Linked DNA regions of Mus musculus: all the other regions are linked to region 1. The links are chromatin contacts, called in public HiChIP or PLAC-seq maps. All regions are on one chromosome and are shown on one strand. Each heading gives the region's core, a stretch centred on a gene start, on an enhancer-like site or on the middle of the called end of the contact. The rest is flanking DNA. Distances are from core to core; before and after follow the strand shown. Region 1 holds the start of Adamtsl5 (ADAMTS-like 5). Region 2 holds the start of Tcf3 (transcription factor 3). Region 3 has its middle 15 kb from the start of Gm40716.

What was found. HiChIP or PLAC-seq counts read pairs in DNA pulled down with a chosen protein or histone mark.
Region 2: an H3K4me3 HiChIP or PLAC-seq map of embryonic stem cells shows a contact between it and region 1, with 24 read pairs. The contact joins the promoter of Tcf3 here to the promoter of Adamtsl5 in region 1. A contact is called at or near these places in 2 of 39 promoter capture datasets (the SN4741 cell line and neural stem cells), 2 of 15 datasets of contacts at CTCF or cohesin (the NIH/3T3 cell line and embryonic stem cells), 6 of 484 Hi-C or Micro-C datasets (the G1E-ER4 cell line, the N1E-115 cell line, group 2 innate lymphoid cells and 3 more), 8 of 115 datasets of contacts at active chromatin or transcription factors (the 230-238 cell line, the SCID.adh cell line, embryonic stem cells and 3 more) and 3 of 9 other capture datasets (adipose tissue, liver and pancreatic islet).
Region 3: a contact with region 1 is called in an HNF4G HiChIP or PLAC-seq map of pancreatic cancer cells. The contact joins the enhancer-like site here to the promoter of Adamtsl5 in region 1. A contact is called at or near these places in 1 of 39 promoter capture datasets (pre-B cells), 1 of 15 datasets of contacts at CTCF or cohesin (CD8 T cells), 1 of 484 Hi-C or Micro-C datasets (bone marrow-derived macrophages), 3 of 115 datasets of contacts at active chromatin or transcription factors (the 230-238 cell line, embryonic stem cells and pancreatic cancer cells) and 3 of 9 other capture datasets (adipose tissue, liver and pancreatic islet).

The regions. Positions count from the first base shown.
Region 1 is chr10:80,346,964-80,351,211 of GRCm38.p6, forward strand. Adamtsl5 (ADAMTS-like 5) reads right to left here and starts at 1,485. Exons shown (of 13, transcript NM_001285435.1): 1 at 1,393-1,485; 2 at 594-662.
Region 2 is chr10:80,432,135-80,436,813 of GRCm38.p6, forward strand. Tcf3 (transcription factor 3) reads right to left here and starts at 1,501. Exons shown (of 19, transcript NM_001164149.2): 1 at 1,186-1,501.
Region 3 is chr10:80,458,718-80,462,927 of GRCm38.p6, forward strand. No RefSeq gene overlaps it. Among named protein-coding and RNA genes, the nearest start is that of Gm40716, 15 kb to the right of the region's middle. Within about 2 kb of position 2,839, at least 11 of the 459 cell types and tissues checked have an H3K27ac peak or open chromatin away from gene starts, as enhancers often do. A contact at or near this core is called in pancreatic cancer cells, where this site is marked.

The sequences.
Region 1 (4,248 bases), core at 235-2,734:
TAATCAGTTCTTCCTATAGACAATGTGTTCTTTTATTTTGTTTTTGTTTTTTTTTAAAGATTTTTATTTATTTATTATATGTAAGTACACTGTAGCTGTCTTCAGACACTCCAGAAGAGGGAGTCAGATCCCATTACGGATGGTTGTGAGCCACCATGTGGTTGCTGGGATTTGAACTCAGGACCTTTGGAAGAGCAGTCGGGTGCTCTTACCCACTGAGCCATCTCACCAGCCCCAGTGTGTTCTTTTATAATGCACAAGGAATCCTTTAAGGACAGTTTTTAGGTGGCTGCAAGTTTAGTCACCCCTTTCATCTACCTTCCTGGGTGGCCAGGAACCAACCATTCCATTTCTCCAGGCCTCGGTTTCCCCATCTGTGCAGTGAAAACCCGCGGAACCCCATCCCTGAGTCTCTGAGAGCCTGTAGAGGGATAATTAATGGAGGCTCATCCAGAAACTCAGGGTGGAATGGATGTCCCCCTCCCAGCTGCCCCCCAGCCTCTGGGGACCGCTGTGCTCCCAGGTACCCCATAGCCTAAGGGACCTCCTCCCCACCCCCAACCCCACCCCGTGGCAGGCGCTGGGCGGCTGACCTGGCCTCCTGCCAACACGTGGGTCATGGTCTCATCTGCCAGAGCTGCGGGCTGCGGTGCCTAGAGGATCTGCGGACAAGAAGAGCAGGGTGGGGCTGAGTGGAGGTCTCAGTTTCCCCAACTGTAGAGACCGGATGAAGTCATTCTCAGCCGACGCCCTCCTCCTCGTGATCCCAGCCTGGCAAGACCAGCCAGGAGGGAAGGGAACCAAGATGAAGTGAGTCCCTTCTGGGCCCGGGCCAGGCTCTCTGAAGGGCACACGGGCTCTCAAAGATCTGCAGCCCACAGGGTCCAGGTACCTGAAAAAGGGGTAAGGAGGACAAAAGTACCCCGGCCCGGCTGGAACCAGGGTCTCTCCGGTTGTCAGCCAATCTGATGTCCTTTAGGACACCTTGGGACCGAGATGGCTGTAAATTGGAAACTCACGGGAACTGCTTCAAGACACTCGCCGGACCCTTCCTTCTGCGGGCCCAGAAACTGGGCTGTCCCGGGAAGGAAGGAAGAAGGAGGCTGGGGAAGGCCATCTCATAACCCCCTTCGTGAGGGGGGCTCCTACCCATGTCTGTCAATGCCCTCTCCCGAGCACCGCATCTAGCACTGCATCCCTCTCCCGCATTGGTGCACCAGTCACTGGGGTGTCGGTCTCCTGAGTTTCAGTCCCATCCCGTAGGAAGTGCGACCCCCAAACTCACCCACCATCCTAGGGATTGCTGCTTTCGCTCCGAGCAGGGAAAGAAACCAATCTCATCCCCGCCGCCACACCGGGTGGAATAGTGGCAGGATGGGAAGAGGGACTTACCATCTGCTGAGAGCCCAAGGCAATACGTCCAAGTTTCCCCGGGACGCCCCGGGGACTGGCGGAAGCGGCGGGGCCCCAAAGTGCGGGACTGCGAACTCGGTCGATCCCTCCCACCCGGGCCTCCTAGGCGCGCCCAGGCTGGGGTCACCGAGGGCGCAGGCCAAGGGCGCCCTCGTGCGGCAGGAGAGGGCGCACGCGTTGGGCCCGGACCTGCGGCAGGGGGCTGACCTACTGTGTCTGACAGCGCAGCTCAGCGGCCCAGCGTTGGTCCTGATATCCTGGGTGCCAGTGACCTTGGGAAGTGCAGCTGCGGGGCGGTGCGCGGGGGTGACTGGACTGCTATTCCGGGCGCCGCGCTCAGGGCCAGGGAATGTGCCTAGCGCTGGGGCTTGGGGTGGGATAGTCCATGCCAGGGCGCCCTCTCACTCTCAGTACCCCGTCCTGCTCCGTAGCACCCCGCAGCCAGATACGCCAGATTTCCTCTCCTCATCCCCATCACCCACTCAGGCCAGGCTCCTAGCTCTGTCCCAACAATCCCTGGGACCCCAACCCAGGTCTCCATCATCCCTGCAACTGGGACTTCCCACCCCGTCCCTGTTACCCCCAATTAGACCTCTCCACGCTGGTCCACATCATTCCCCAGTTAGACCTTCCTGCCTTGGTTCGCATCTCCACCCCCCCCGCCCCCCGACTCCTCACTCGAGTCCCAAGCATCCCCTCACGAGGCCCCGCGCGCCCGCTGGGGGCGGAGGGACCCTCCCTGCCCCACATTCCCAGGCGCTGCCGTCACCAATGCTCCACCCGGTCCCGCCCTCTAGGCCTGGACGCCAGTGCTGCTTCTCTCCACTGGTTTTGGCCTCAAGCCCTCCGCCTCAGTTTCCCATTCCCGGCACTCTGCCAGCCTCTTGTGGACCCCCTGACCCCATCGCCTTCGTGTAGCCTCCCGGCAGCCGGGCAGAAGGACGCCGCACTGCGATGATCAGTGCTGTGTGGACCATGCTATTCCTGGGCGCTGAACTCGCCTCCTCTAGGAAGCCCACCTGGCTGACCTCTGGCCCGCTTTCCTCACAGGGCACGGTGCCTGCTGTATGCACTCCCTGAAAAGCAGACTGCCTGCAGTATTTACTACACATAGAGGACAGTGTCTGCTGTATACACCTGCCTCAGGGAGGTCCTCTGGACAGGGCTCAGCACAGGACAGCCGCTGGAAACATCTCTGAGTGTGACCACTCCGTGACATTATTATGCAAGTCACTGTGTGCACACAGCTATGGCCCAGCAGCCAAGCCCAGTGTGGGGAGGTGGCCATGCATGGCCATGACTCCGATTTCTGACACCCATCATCCTGTTGAAGAAAAGATGCTAAGGCCAGGCATGGGCTGTGAGGAGAACCCCTACAGAACATATAACCACTAAAGGGGCTAGAGGCAAGGGTGGCCTAGCCAGGGTCAGCAGGAGAATGAGAGACAATCCTGACGTCCTGCTGTGAAAGGAAGGGACCTCAGCAAAGCAAAGATGAGGACCGTGTTAGGGAGAGAGAGGGGCCCGTGCAGTAGGAGTTCTGTTCTGGTATACAGTAGGCATGCACTCTGTCCTGGTATACAGTAGGCATGCACTCTGCATGGAGGATATACAGCAGACATAGATTTACAGGAGAAAATATGCAACAGATATACTATCCAGGTAGTGCACATAGTAGGCACTGAAGGGGAGTATACATTAGGTGCCCCGTCCTTCATGATACAAGTGTGCAGGAAACACTGTGTCTGGCAGAGCGAGCATATAGCTCACAGTATATACAATAGGTGCATATGTACAATAGGCCCTCTCCCTTGCAGGGATAGCATACAGTAGGCACTTTGCTGTGCAGCCACTGCCTACAGTAGACACTACGCTCTGAAGAGAGTGTGTCCAGTGAACATGGCTCTTTCCCCAGTTTTCCTAAAGCAGACTATCGCAGTGAAGCCGGCACCCGTCAAAAGCTGAGGCCTACAAGGAGGCCATAGAGCGGGCACTGTGTCATACAGGAGCATATACAGAAGGTGGTATGCTCTGCAGGGTGTGCACACAGCAGGCACTGTGGGGCACTTCCCTGCAGTTCTGACTCAGTCCAGCAGAGGGTGCACCAGGGCTCCAGAGCTCCCCTAAGTTTGCTCAGGACAGTGCAGCCTGCTGGGGACAGCTCTGATCCACACCCACTTCCAGCCGGGTTACCACCCTCGGAGCGCCTTCTAGGACCCATTCACCTCTGCCAGGATGGGATTGGGGCAGGGGACAGGGCTTAGTGGGACTCTCAGCTATCTGTAAGACCAGAGCTTGCAAACCAAATGGCCAACAGCTTGACTCAGGTACTTAAACATTTAACAAGTGGGTGTAGCCATACACACTTGTCATCCTAGCACTGGATAAGCGGAGGTAGGAGGATCGGAGTTGGAGGTTATCCCCAGCTGCATAGGATGTTTGAGTTTGGCACAAGCATCACCGAGCACGGACAGAGCCTGGGTGTCGTTCCCAGCACAGAGGTTATACACACCTGACACCCCAGAATGGGGGAGGGTAGAGTCAGGAGGATCAGAAGTTCAAAGTCATCACTAGCTACAGGCTGAGTTCCAGGCCAGCCTGAACTCCAGAGTGAGGGTCGCCAAAGTGGGGACCGGAGGCTGTCAGGCCTGTTCACAGGAGAACCTCGTGGTGCCCCGTGCAGCCCTTGGAACTCTCCTGAAATCCCTGAGGCCACCTGATCCCCAACATGTTCCCTTCTGCCTCCCAAGGACACTGGGGTCCGGTAACTGCTATCCAGACTCTAACCTCTCTGGGGCTCCCATCTGCCCCATGGCACAGGGGTTGGGGCAGAAT
Region 2 (4,679 bases), core at 251-2,750, 85 kb after region 1:
ATTTTTCTGGGTAACCCCAGGAGAGGTGAAACACTGCTCCAGTGGGGGCGGGTGCCACAAACACTCTTGGGAGGGGAGGAATGGGACAACCTGGGTCATCTTGGATTGGGGGTAGGGAAGCAGAATTGGGGATGACCCCCCCCTTCTCCTCCCTCCCCCATTCCAGCAGCCACTGCGGGAGGAGGAAGGTTGGAAGTTCTGAGGCTCGCAGAGGCCACCATCGTGTCCCAAACCCTGAGCTGTGCCGCGCCCCACATTAACACAGAGCAGATGTTCCCATCTCGGGGTCCCTGTGTCTCCCCTCCTTCTCTGTACCCAGAGATCCCTTTCTTGTAGCAGACAAAAGGACTTGCTCTCTTTCCTCCAAACTCCAGTTTAAATCGGGGGGGGGGCATCCTTAAGTGGCAGGGGGGGTCTTCCAAGATCTCCAGGAGTTGGGGAACCCCAAGTTAACGAGGTGAAGATATTGGGTTCACTCTTCCTTCCAAATTCCAGTTTGGATGGAGATTTGGAGACTTCCCTGGGTGGGGGTGGGTTGGAAAGGGACACCTCCCACAAAATCCCCAAGAATTAGGAACTCTAAATTGTGGAGTGCGATATAATCCTCAGCCTTCCAAACTCCACTAGGATCAAGGGGACACCTCAAGTGAAGAGGTGAAGGTGGGTGATAAGGGGACACCTCCCCTAAGATAACCACGAGTTGTGGAACCACTAGCTAATGGAATGAGGAGGTGGCCCTCTCTCTTCCCTCCAAACTCCAGCTCCGATCAGGAGGACCCCCTCTCTAAGGGCAGATGGAAAGGGAACACCTCCCCTAAGATCCCCACGAGTTGGAGAATTCCTATCTGATGAAGTTGGGTGACCGTCCACAGAGAACCGTCACAAAAGAGGCCTGGGCAAAGTTTGCTCTCAAGTGCGCGCGTCCCCTCCACGTCGCCCCCCTCTCCAGGCGCGCAAAGTTGAAGACAGAGAACAATGCGCCGCCGGGCCCGGGGCCCTGTGCAAGGGGGACGCGTGCACACTCCCCCGGGGGCTCACCCCAGCCCTAGCCTCCCCGCGGACCCGAGAGAGACCCAGAGGCAACTTTTTTTTTCTCATGCACTAAGCAGAGGGGGGGGGTCCCCACCGTGCGCGCGTCCCCGTGAGCCCCACGCGCGCGTCCGGGGCCCCTCCGCGTGCGCTCACCTGCTGGGCGGGGGCATGCACCGGGTGCACCGGGGCTCCCTGCTGCCCACCGCCCTCGGGGACCCCGGGGACAAAAGGGTGGCGGGCGCGTCCCCGAGGGTCGCGCGTGGGCGGCGGGAGCGCGCAGGGCTCGGGGTCGCGCGTCCTTCCTCCTCCCCACTCGCGTTCGCGTCGCCTGGTCTCTCTCGAGCTTCTCTCAGAGCAGGCCCCGCGGGAAGGGACTGTAGCAGAGGCGGCGGCGCGCGGCGGTGGCCCGCGGTGGCCCGCTACGCCCGCAGCCGCCGGCGCTGCCTCATCTTCCTGCGGCGGGAGACATGTTCCGCCCCCCCACCCCGCCCCGCGCCGCCCGCGGAAGCCACGCCCCCAAGTGACCACGCCCACTGTCGCCAAAAGCCACCTCCCCTAAGTCGCTGCAGCCGCGCCCCGACCGGATACACAGATCCCTCCACTACCTCTTGAGGCGATAGTAACATACACCACCTCACAACAGTCACTGCCAGAACACCCACAAAGATTACCATGACACCAAGAATCAACCCGTATCTAATACTAAAGTACTTCCGGCAGAGATAGTCTCTATCAAACCGAGGGAAAGACTTAGGAACTATCTTCCTACGCGGCGGTATACACGCACTGAGCGAAGCGTCCTTGACGCAAGCGGGAAGGACCATTAGATTGAAAGATAAGGACCGCTACAAATAACCAATGGGAAGGTGGAGAGGTTAGATTGGCAGAACTCAAACCATTTATTGCGAAGTATCATCTGCGTTCCCGCCCTACAGCAGAGGCGGGATTCTCAGAGCAAGAGGCCGCGAGAAACTCAACGGGAAGGCGGTGGAAGGGCGGGGTTTGAGATTTTATTTTCGGGTTCTTATGCCCGCCGGCGCCGCCACGTCAAGTGGGTTCTATTTGAGTTTCTAGGATGGGCTCTGGGTGTTATGTGTTCGAGCGGGTATATCAAAGTCGGGATGGGATATCAGATCCTTAATGAGAGGCTAGGAAACGATGGATCATTCTCTCTCTTGCTGAAGGACCTCCACATTGGTCAACTTTTCCGTCTTTTGAAAATAGGTGTTTCGTGGTGCATATAATAAAAAATGCCAGGAGGTGGCGGCACTTTAATCCCAGCACTGGGGAGACAGAGGCAAGCAGATCTCTGTGAGTTCAAGGCCATCCTGGTCTACAGAGTGAGTTCCAGGATAGCCAAGGCTATCCAAGAATCACTGTCTCGAAAGAAAGAAAGAAAGAAAGAAAGAAAGAAAGAAAGAAAGAAAGAAAGAAAGAACAACGAAACAACGAGGGCGGGAGGGGTACTGAGAGGAGAGAGGGTAAACTGAGATTGGGATATAATATATGATAAAATAAATTTAAAAAAGAAAAACACATAATGAGGCCAGGTGTGGTGGCCCATGCCTTTAATCCCAGCTCTTGGGAGGCAGGAGGAGCTCTTTGTTTGAGTTTGAGGCTAGCCGGTTATATAAAGCAAGTTGCAAGCCAGCCAGCTAAGGCTGTCCAGTGAGACCCTGCCTCTCCCTGAGGGTTGTAGAGACAATATGTCCCTCGCGCCTAGCTTCTGCTCAGTCTTCACAGCTCACTGGGGCTCACAGCCCAATGAACACAGCAGAAAGGTGCATGGCACAGTGGGTGTCCAGGTCAGGCAGCAAAGAGGATCCCTAGTGTAGCTGCCTGCTCCCTCTCCCTCACCTTCAGTCAGAGATCAAGGACATGCCCCCAGCATCACACAGGAAGGGCCTGGTGTGAATCGCACCTCTAGGTTCTGACTTTTTGGAGTTGGCAGGGGTAGAGAATTGAGAAAAGGTCTCATGTAGCCCAGGCTGGCCTCCAACTTCCTATGTAGCCAAGGTTGACCCTGAACTCCTGTTGGTATCCCCTACCTCCCAGCTAGTACTAAGATGGTAGCTACCACACCTGGTTATGTGGTGGTGGGAAGAAATGTAGTGCTTCATATATCCTAACTAAGCGATCTACCACCCCAGCTACCGCTCCAGTCCTTTATCCTTGGAACTGGTCCCTACTTCCGGTCCTTTTTGCTTCCCCCATATCTCAGAGCCTTTGGGCAGGTTCTTGGTACAATCTGAGACTCAGTTTACCTATAAGGAAAATGAGAGGGCGCAGTCATGGGCACACGGGTGTCACTCCACAAGTCTCTGCCTGGTCAGTCCTTCTATGATCCTGTTGAAGGACTTGGGTATCCGGATTGAATCTCTGTCCTTGAAACCTAGGTCTTTCCTGTGGCCCAACCCTGGACCCATAGAGTTGAGTGTTTGCCCACCATGTGGGGATGCAGCATGTAGTTCACTGGGCAACGTTTGGTGGCAACCTGGTGGTTGCAGCACCTCTAGGCTTGTCATCCAAAGCGAGAAGGCTCACCAGAGAGCCCCCTCCTTCATCTGTCCTGAATGTACTCTTTCCAACCAGGAGCTGTCAGGTATTTTCCAAAAAGTGAGTCCATTGTACAGAGAAAGAGACTGAGGTTCTGAGGGCTCCCCCATTCACCTCACTCCCACACCGGAGCCACACACCTGCAGGGAGGCTCTCTAGGCACTCACAAACCACCATTGTTTTCCCCCAGGAGGCCCATCTTGGGGCTGAGTCACCGGGTGGAACAGCCAACAGTGGGGAGTCCTCTCTCTGCTGTCACCTCTGCCCAGCCCTGAGGCTTGGGTGTGCCCTGGCATGAGGACAAGCTGCCAGGGGCTGGAGCCAGGGCCCCTTTGGAGCGGCCCACGGCCTGCCCACCCCCGCCCTCCTGACTGTGCCTTTTGTTCTGCTGTGGGTGCTGGGGGAACCCGTCCACCGGCCACAGAACCTGTCTCTCAGCCATTGGGATTGTGCTCACAACCTGGAACCTATAGCCACTTTTGCAGGAGTATAAAGCAACAGGACCAAGGATGAATTCCCACAGAAAGGCGGGCAGACATAGAAGGATGGAAAGCTGGGCCTCCACACGTCCATCATTGCCACTACTGGGGAAACTGAGGTAGAAGGATTGCAAGTTCAGGGCGCCCTGGAAAACTTACTGTCAGAAAAGCTAAAAGGAAGGCAGGGAGATACCTCATGCGTGGCACCCTGCCTAGAATCCCCCAGTGAGGGGGCTGGGGGCGTGGTCAGAGGCGGAGCCTCACCTAGAATCCCCCAGTGAGGGGGCTGGAGGCGTGGTCAGAGGTGGAGCCCCGCCTAGAATCCCTAGTGAGGGGTTGAGGACTTTTATGGGCTTGGACCTGGGCTCCATCACCAGAAGTAGGTGTTGAGCAACAGACATAGTGAAGTACAAAGGTCTTAGGTCCCGGCAAACTCCAGCAGTTCGTTCTGAGGATTTCAGCCCCATCTCTTAGTGTAGGCGGTGAAAGATGGTTTGGCATTGGGCTTTTCCACCTTGGACTTGTCCCGCGGTGGGGGTGGGATGGGGGGGTCTCGTGAGCCAAGAGCAGGTGAGGAACGAAGTGGATTTAACAAATGGCTGAAAGCTCATC
Region 3 (4,210 bases), core at 1,589-4,088, 110 kb after region 1:
AATTCCCATAGTTCACTGGGGCAAATCTGTGTGTGGCTCAGGGACCTGATCCCCAAGCTGGGACCCTCCCCGCTCTTGGCCTCTTGGGCCTCCCTGGACTCACGCTATCTCTCCCTGGCACAGACGGTGATGTTCCAAGGATGGCAGGAAGATGGGCCGAGCCCAGGCCAGCCGATCAATAACTCCATCAGCACGGGCCCAGCGGAAGCCAGGCCCATCCCCGCCCTCCTGGGAACGGATAAGCCACAGGAACCCTCTTGAGGGACGCTGGGCACCCGCCCATGCCAGCAGGCCATCCTATCTCCCATGGAAGTGGCCAGTTCCTAAATTGCCCAGACGGGCTGCTCCGCAGGCCCACATTGAGGCCTTTAATAGCAGGGACTTAATGTTTTATTGTTGGTTTTAAAAGCGTAATTAGTTGGAGTGTAAACAGAAAAAAAAAACCCTGCTTAATTAAGAATTTTTAAACAGGGGTGTATAACTGCCGGAAACATTGACGAACCCTCAGGTACCTTCATAAAATCGATCCGGGATGAGGCTGGGAGCGGAGCGGACGGGCAGGGCACTGGGGACAGTGCTGGAGGAGACACTGTGAGGGATGTGGCTCATCCCCTTCGGCTGGGACCCCAGGGAGTTGGTTCTTTATGACCAGGGTCTGGGAAGTAGGGCCTGATGGCTTTTACGCATTGATGGAGGTGACAGTTGGCCAGATAGCTGCCAAGAAGCGCCCCGGGGGTGGCCAGGAGCCAAGTCCTGTGATCCTGGGGGTGGCTGGGGGTGGAGAAGCCTTGGCCACTTCAGGCCAGCTCTGGACACAGATCATGAGGTTGGCCAGTGGCACCCAGTAGCATGGATAGCATCCTGTAGTCCCTCTGTGTCACCTCCCTAACGCTCCAGCCTGTTTGAGTCAGGGGTGAAGCCTTAATCATTCAATATGCTGTTTGATTTGTGTGTGTGTGTGTGTGTGTGTGTGTGTGTGTGTGTGTGTGCGCGCGCGCACATGTGTGCACATGTGTGTACATGTTCATGCCCGTGTCCCCGTGTTTTTATGTGCGTGGGTGGAGGCCAACGCCATGTGTCCTCCTGCTCTGACTTGTTTTGGAGCCAGAGGCTCTCACTGGCCTGGAGCTCAGCTCAGATGGCTGGCAGGGCCCGTGGTGATCCTTCTGCTCCTGTCTTCCCAGTGCTGGGATGGCAGGCACTCACCACATGTGCAGCTGGTGCCAGGTGTGGATCAGGGTCTTCCTGCTCGAAAGGCAAGCCTTCGCCTCCTGCCTTCACCTCTGCTGAGCCTCCACCCACCCTCCCTTTGCTTTTTTTTTTTTTTTTTTTTGAGACACTGTTTTTCTGTGTAGTCCTGGTTGTCCTGGAACTCACTCTGTAGACCAGGCTGGCCTTGAACTCACAGAGATCCACCTGCCTCTGCCTCCCAAGTGCTGGGACTAAAGGTGTGCACCACCATGTCCAGCAAGCCTCTTATTTTTAAAAATATATTATTGATGTTGTTTGACCCAGGACCTAACTCTGTAGCTCAGACTGGCCTCTATCTCTGAGACTGCCCTGCCTCAGCCTCTGAGTACTGAGATAACAGGGCGCACGGTTGCACCTGGTGCTAATGGTGGGGAAGGGGTTTGTAGTTACTCAGTTCAGAGATCTCATTTACAAAATAATCCAGACGTGCCACGTGGTGTATAGCAGGTTCTCTTCTGAGCTGGGCCCAACAAACAAGCTGACTCAGCATTCTAGACCTGGAGACACCGGTCTCCTTCACTTTTAACCCTTGGACCCTCTTCAGGGACATGGGTCTGTTATACAAAGATGTGGGAAGGCCTGGACTAGGGTCAGTGCAGTCGGTGTATGCCAAACTAGCAGCCTCCTGCCAAGGCACAGGGCATGGGGACTGTCCCCTTTCACATGACTGAACATGAAGCTTGACCAGGGCAAGCTAGGTAGGCTTGGGATCCAGTTCTGTCTGGTTCTGAGGACTGAGCTTGCCCTAGACAGACCCAGGGTAAGTCCCAGGCTTTCAAGTCCCAGGACAAACATATCCCACTGGGAGCTGCATTCCTCTATCCCTACATCCTGTCAGAGTGGAGTCTCTGAGGCTTCTTTTGGGTGATCAGAGAGGTTGGGGTAGAGACTGGGAGCAACCCAGCATGCTGACAGGGCTGTGTTCTCTGAGTGGTGGCAATTCCCAGAGGATCACAGATCACAGAGACAGAAATATCCGCAGGTGGGGAGAACCTGAGGCCAGTGCTGCGTGGCCCGTCCCAGTGGTACTCCACCTCGGCCACAGCAGATCAGTAGCTGGTCAGGCAAATGTGCTGTGGCCAGATCAACTGCAGGCTGCCCACACAGGGTGTCTGGCTTCTGAGAGTTCTGGAAGGTTCTCCCGGCTTCTCCCTCCCTCCCCCCTTCACTGTGTATCTTTCTGGCTCATTTTTTCCCCTCTTTCCTGTCTTTTGTTGTTTTGGTTTGCAGAGGCATGGGCTCACTCTGTAGCCCAGAATGGCCTTGGAACTCACAGCAATTCCCCTGCATTAGCCTTCCAAATACTGAGGTTTCAGGTATTCAGCACTGCTCAGGGACCAGCCGAGTCTGTCTTCTTCCTTGTGCTTCTTGGACCCTGAAGGAGAAGCTGAGATCTCTAGAAAATTCCTCCCGAGGGCTGAGGCTCAGGAGGTGAGGGACCCCCCTGGCAGGCAGGAAGCCCCGAAGCTGAGGGAAATGAAGGCCCCTGTGGTAGGGGTTCTTCCGGGTTCGCATCCATGAAGACCCATCTGTTACCTCATGGTCTTGGCTTCCCGGGAATCCCTGCTCTGTGGTTTTGGCTGCACCAGTCTGTGGTCTGAGGAACCCACAGTGAAGTAGATGGCCATCTAGAGAGACCGGGGCTAACAGGAGACTCTGCCTGGAGCGAGGGGTGAGGCTCTATAGAACTGCTGATAGAACAGTGTGTCCAGGGGGATCCTTTGGACTGAACCCCAATGTATCTCATTGAGCAAAACCCATGAGGCCAGAGAGTCCAGTCAAAGCCCCAAGGGGCACGCTTGCAAGTAAGTGCTGTCTCCGTTTGATTTTATTTTGTGAGAATGTTCATGTGAATGGAAGCCAGAGGTGATGTCATGAGTGTTTCTGTTGCTCCTAGTTTTGAGTTTTTTACTATAAAAATTACATTTATTTATTGTGTTTTGTGTGTGTGTGTGTGTGTGTGTGTGTGTGTGTGTGTGAGAGAGAGAGAGAGAGAGAGAGAGAGATGAAAGGGTAGTTTGCCCATGGTTGGTGCTCTCCTTCAGTCTTGGAGTCTTGGGGATTGAACTCAGGTGGCCAGGATTGGCTGCAAGCCCCTGCTGTGCCCTCTTGCCACCCCTTCCTTGCTTTTGAAGACATAATGCTTCACTGAAGCTGGGGATCCCATGAGGTTGAGCTGTCTGGTGGGTGCTCAGCATGAGGCCTGGAACCCAGGTCTTCACCATGGTGACTGACACCTTGTCTGTCCTTTGAGCCCTCACCCCTCTCAGATACACTCACGCAGCCTCCAGTTTGCCATCCCCCATCACAAGTCACCAGGGCACTTGCTGACAAACCACCCTGAGTACATCTGAAAAATAGATTTGCTTTTATTTTTGATTTTTTAAGGGGTTAGTCACATAGGGCAGTCTGGAACCAACCAGGCTAGACCCCAACTCACAGCCACTGTCCTGCCTCCACCTCCCAAGTGGCTAGAATTACAGGCACGTTGTAGCCCTCCAAGCCCAGATTTTGTTTTTGAGACAGCGCTAACCCTGTAGTTCAGTCTATCCTAGAATACAAGATCTTCCTGCATCAGCCTTCAAATGCTGAGGTGACAGGTGTGTGCTCCACACGTGACTGAAAATGTCTGTTTTAAAGCAACATAGAGCTTGAACTTGCTTGCAGTGAAATATCAGGTTGGATCCTTGGTTCCAAAAAGCAGAGCTCCTACTAGTGGGGTGACAGACTCTGCTGCTCTGTGACAGCCATCACATCGGGGCCCATTTCTGCTTATCACAGGCACTTGGAGCCTCCAGAGCACATGGCAGAGGACCTAGGGTCTCTTCCCATCATCCTCAGTGGAGGTCAGGGGTAAAATAATCTGGGTCGATTGTTTCACAGACATAGACAGAAATATGAGGAAAAGTGGATGGATGGATGGATGGATAGATGGATGGATGGATGGATGGATGGATAG